2 separate regions of the Anas platyrhynchos genome follow, and region 1 is linked to region 2. A link is a contact called in public Hi-C data. All regions are on one chromosome and are shown on one strand. The core of a region is the stretch at or near the end of the contact, and the rest is flanking DNA. Distances in the headings are between cores, read along the strand shown.

Region 1 (2,700 bases), core at 187-2,686, 150 kb before region 2:
CTGTGGAAGCACAGATACAGGAGCTATTTCTTCAGCTCCAAATATAACGCCTGCCTCCTGAGCCATTACTTGCAGAAATCCGTAATTACTTCACCTTTGCTTTCCGCTCAGGAATGCCAGGTCCAGAGCCAGGACTCGGTGCTAACCCTTTGTGTCCTCACCTGAGCGCATCCTGGCAGCAGGCTGCTGCTTCTCACCTCGCCTGAACTGCCGATGCACCCCTTGCATAGCAGAGCTGGCCCTGGATTTTCATTCTGATATGAAAGTGAATTCAAAGACCGTGCGAGGGCTACGTCCATCCTGATGACTTTCTCACAAAAAAAGCTGGCAAGATCAGTAACTAAAAATAAACAAGGCAGCGATATTTTTTTCACTAGAGGAAACCAAGTGGAGCCCACGTCTATGCACGTTTGTGCAGGGGAGGGGAGAGCTGTAGTTTCCTGGTTATTCCCTGCAGTTGTCAGCACCATGGCGATGAACATGACTGAAATCTTACGCGATAAGCTCGATAACGAGGCACATACACCCTTTTACAAGACCCCCCCCGGGCTCCTTTCAGCATCTCCCACACCCAGCAGCGACGATTCCTGCGGGGGAAGCGCCGGGGCGGGGGGAAGGCAGGTGACCCGCAGCCCCGCCGGGCCGGGCCGGGCCGGGCCGGGCCGGGCCGCCACCTTCTGACGGCGCCTCCCGGCCTTGTCCCGGGCGGTGCGAGGCCGCTTCCCCGGCGGGGGAGCCGCTGCCTGCCGCCGGGCCCCGCTGAGGAAGCGGGGCCGTGAGGGGCCGGAGCAGCGGGGGTCGGGGCCGGGGCGCGGCGGGGAGGCCGCCGGAGGGCGGCGCTGTGAGGGAGAGGGGAGGCAGGGCCCGGCCGGGGGCGGGCGGAAAACCCGCGGGGAGCAGCGAGGCGGGGAGGAAGGAGGAGGAGGAGGAGGAGGAGGAGAGGGGCGGTCGGGTGCTTGAATAAAACCTGAGGGGCTGGGGAGGAAGGCGGTTGGGGATGGTTTGTGTGTGTGTGTTGTTTTGTTTTTTTTTCTTCCTACGCCACTTTTATCCCGTGAGGGGGACGAGGGAAGGAAATACAACGACAGCGGCGACCGTAACAAAGCTGTAAACGATAATAAATGATAATAAATAAAAAAAAAAAAGTGCGCGGAGGCCAGCCCGGAGGAAGACGAGAGACGAGGGCTGAGGAAAGGCGGGCGCAGCCGGGGGCCCCCCGCGGGCTGCGCTGCTCCCCCCCCCCCCACCCGACGCCAGCCAGCCAAACTTTGGGCGCCCAGCCGCTGGCACACTCACACTCACACACACACTCACTTACACACACACACACACACGCACACACATACACACACACACACACACACACACACTCCGCTCGCACACTGACGTCTTTTGCGCATTTCCTGCACGGGAGCGAGCGGCGGAGCGGCGGCGGGAGGCGGGGAGGGAAGGACGGAGGGAGGGAGGGAGGGAAGGAGGCGGCGGCTCTGCCCATCGCCAGGGCGGCGGCCGCCCAGCCGGAGCCCGCCGAGCCCCGCTCCGCTCCTCTCCGCGCCCCATGCGCGGGGGTGGCCGCGCTGGGTCCCCGGCCTTGGCGGAGGACGAGGAGGAGGAGGAGGCGCGGGGGCTGCTGCTGCCGCCGCCGCTGCTGCTGCTGCGGGCTGCGGCGCGGATGGAAGGTCCCCGGGTGGATGGCTGCTGCTGCTGCTGCTGCTGCTGCTGCTGCTGAGCGGAGGCTGAGCCGTAGGCAGGGCTGGGGGGGCGGCCGGTGACTCGTGCGGGTGTCTCTGTGCGTGTGAGTGTGTGTGTGTGTGTGTCTGTGTGTGTGTGCGGAGCGCTGCGGGGCTGCCCCGGGGCAGGGCTGGCGTGTGCGGGAGCCTCGGGTCGCGGCGCTGCCTCCCTCGCACGGCCCGAGCCGGGATTATGGTCTAGGAGGAGGGAGGAGGCTTTCGCTCGCCCCCCGGCTCTGCCCTGCCCGGCTTTTCGGGGGGTTTGTGCAGCCGCCGGCGCCTCCCCCTCCCCTGCGGCCCCCCTCCCTTGTTTTCCGTTAGAAACACGGGCGAGAAAATAAATGCATTCACTGGGTGTCGCAAGAGCAAAGGCTAAATAACCAGAGGTAGCGGCACGGCGAGGGTCGGAGCCGCGCTGCGTCCCGCTCCCCCCCTCAGACCTGCCCCCCTATTTATTGGCGAGACCTCCTTCCCTGCCTCCCTCCTTCTCTCCCTCCCTCCTTCCCTCCTTCCCTCCCTCCCTCCTTCCCTCCCTCTCTGTGCGAGCGCGTTGTGCGAGTGCTTGATCCCAGGAAAAGTGCAGCCGTCCAGCCATGGTGGTTTTCAATGGCTTGCTGAAAATCAAGATCTGCGAGGCGGTGAATCTGAAACCCACGGCGTGGTCGCTGAGGCATGCGGTGGGTCCCAGGCCACAGACCTTTCTGCTGGACCCTTACATAGCCCTCAATGTGGACGACTCCAGGATCGGGCAGACCTCCACCAAGCAGAAGACCAACAGTCCCGCTTGGAACGACGAATTTGTCACCGACGTTTGCAACGGCAGGAAGATAGAGATGGCTGTTTTCCACGATGCCCCCATCGGGTACGACGATTTTGTAGCTAACTGCACTATCCAGTTTGAGGACTTGCTGCAGAACGGGAGCCGCCACTTTGAGGACTGGGTGAGTGTTCGCGCCGCAGGTACGGACGT
Region 2 (2,799 bases), core at 3-2,502:
AGGAAGGCTGGTTTAGTAGCTCTTCTGGGAGTCTTCATGAAAACTGCGCCAATAAACTCTCTTGAAACACTGGTATTTAAGGAATACTGGTACAGATTATAAAGAGTTTTGACAGCCAGACCTCTGAGTATGAGCACAATATGGCTCTTAACTGAAGTGGGCCACAGACCAGATTGAGAAACACTGGCAGAGGAGGTTGGTTTTCTGTGGGCATGAGCTATGGGAAAGAGAGGAGGAGCAATCTTGTAATGGATATTTGGTTCATGGAAGAAATAATTCATCTCACTGTAGTAGTCCCAACCCGCCTAATGTCTCTGAAAGATTTCTGAATGAGCTTTCAATGAACCGAGATGGTCTGGTAATGGTAGCACAGAGCTCTGTGCACATCAATCAGGCTTGCAGAGAGACAAGATGTAAAAGATCCAATAATATGTCACTGAGAAGATTTTTTTTTTTAAATGAATTCCGATTCATGTCTTTCACTGGTTAGGAAAAAAAAAAAAAGAGGAGTCTGTGCAGACATTTAGACTGTGTTACTTCACACAACCATTGCATTAGATCAGCGGCCTGTGGATGAATAATTAAAACGTATAATGTAGGCTGCTTTGTATGTGCGTTTGCTGAATGCGGTTGACCTCCATTCTTTGTCATGATACAAAGCGAGGTCATAAGCTGTATGTAGTGTATTGACAGTGAGTTGAAAGCTGTTTCAAGGTATTATATGAGCATTTACAAATACAAGTGCCTTGTCCAAATCACAGACAAGACAAGGAACAGCCGCAAGTGCTGTTACTATTGCTGGAAGCTAGGCAAATTCATGCTGGAAAATTTGTGACTTTTCCAGTATTTCTGTTCTCAGTCTGGACATAAAAAAAAAATAAATAAATGCCAGAGCACTTAGGCACAAAAACAGTTGGGGTCACCCATCCTTGTTAGTGTGTCTGTGGCTTTCTCTCTTATAGGTTCCCTTTCCCTTGAGCCATAAAAGACAGGTGCTGTAATGGCTAGCATTTTGATTACTCAGGAGATGCCCTTGTCCCTAAAAAAAAAAAAATTAAATAAATAAATAAATAAAAAATCCTATCAAAATAATAGTCACTGTTAAGTCGCTGTTAGGTTAAGGGAGCAAGGGAGCACAGGCACAAGACCTGCTCTGGATGTGCAGTGTCCCTTCTGCATCTCAGAGGTGACAATTTTTGGTTCCTGATGATTCTGCCACTGTGCTTGTGAGTGAGGCTGATGGAGCAGCCTGGTTCCAGCCCTTCTGCTCCCTCTGGAGTCTTACTTTGTACTCAGCATTGATGCCCTGGCATAGGCTATGTAATATGTCAAAAAGGGTGAAAATTGCTAAATGAAATGTTTCTTCATTTTAAAACAAAGAAAATTACTGTCCTTCAGTAGCAGTCTGTGATAGCAAATGTGGCAAGTAAACAATGATAATGTTAGATGAGATGTTTGGTGAGGTTTATGCAGAATGTTGTAATAAACTTTTCCATTATTGGTTTCCCCTAACAATTTACAGTCTAATAGCACTCAGAGTACAGTAAACAGAGCAGTTTGGTTTTGCATCGTAAATGTTGCCTGGAATATACTGGAGATACAACATTGTTTTGAACAAGAGAAGGGGAAGAACAGTAAAGTCGAGCAGCCTAACTTATCCAAGTGACTTTACCTTGTGTTCCCTACCAGCTGCCTTCCTACTTTTGGAGGTGCCCCAGCAATAGGAGCCCCGTAGCCGATGGATTTAAATAGTATTTAGGTCCTCAGAATGTGGGCCACACTTGGGACACTTTTCCTTGTACCAGAAGTGGTGTGAAAAAAGAGAAGCAAAGCTGAGAGTGAAGGAAGGGACAGAAAGAACAGTGGCTCAGAAGAGGGGAATTCGGACACAAATGCTAGCCGAGGCAGAAGCCCCTTGTGCAGAACAAGCTGATGGAGCACAGTGGTTTTATCTAAGCTTTCAGTGCTGGCAGTCTCTCATCTCTTTTTGGCCGGTGTCTTGGGATAGACGTGTGGAATGTGATGCGGCAGGGGCAGTGGGAAATTTAAAAGGGGATAGAAGATGGAAAACAGAAGGAGCTGGCCCAAACGACCAAGCTGTGCTAATTCCCTAGTACAGGATACAGAAGTTGTTTCTGACATTTGCATGAGGAAGCTTGAGGTCCTGAATGGCAGTTAACAGTGCAGTCTACTCTATGGGTATAAATCTTTCTCCAACCTGCAGAATTTTTTGAGCTTTTTTTAAGCAGGCGTTTATTGTTCACACTGCGAGGCAACCCCAGCTCTCCTTTTGTCTTGAGCTGTTTGACTCTGCTGAAATAAAAAAAGGATTTCTGGGAACTGCTGTTCTGCATAATTTTTTTCCGAATTTGTGCCAAGGTTTGGATCTATCCCTAAGATTCAGAATGCAGTGAGGAAATAAGTTGGAGTGAAGTTATTTTCTATGACAGTCAGTCCTTTGTTAAAATGATCTGAAGTTTGCAGGACAGATTCTCTTAATTTTGTCACTGAGTTTGAGAAATTATCTGCAGCACGAAGACCACAGCTGCAGCTTTTGGGAATGCTGAACTAATGCTTTTAGGAGCATCATCACAAGCAGATTGGGACAGTTCTCCCATACTGCTGTGAAACAGCAGCTTAACAGCCAAGTTGCTGATGCCAGGATGGGGCTGCTCCATAAGGCTGACTATTCTGTTCTGTTTAAAGACTCATCTCCTCTTATTTGTATAGGTAAGTTTAAAATCTGTACTCTAATGCAAGTCCAACCAGATCTTACCAGATATAAGCCTTGTGGCCACA

Evidence for each region. Hi-C and Micro-C count contacts between places; a contact is called where the count stands out from the background.
Region 1: a contact with region 2 is called in a Hi-C map of liver, with 4 times the contacts expected there. The contact joins the promoter of PRKCE here to the enhancer-like site in region 2. A contact is called at or near these places in 3 of 8 Hi-C or Micro-C datasets (liver, skeletal muscle and subcutaneous adipose tissue).

The regions. Positions count from the first base shown.
Region 1 is chr3:39,717,926-39,720,625 of IASCAAS_PekinDuck_T2T, reverse strand. PRKCE (protein kinase C epsilon) reads left to right here and starts at 1,436. Exons shown (of 15, transcript XM_005009801.6): 1 at 1,436-2,671. The coding sequence starts at 2,324.
Region 2 is chr3:39,562,839-39,565,637 of IASCAAS_PekinDuck_T2T, reverse strand. The region is part of intron 2 of PRKCE (protein kinase C epsilon); the gene reads left to right. Among named protein-coding and RNA genes, the nearest start is that of EPAS1, 150 kb to the right of the region's middle. Within about 2 kb of position 1,252, at least 1 of the 8 cell types and tissues checked has an H3K27ac peak or open chromatin away from gene starts, as enhancers often do.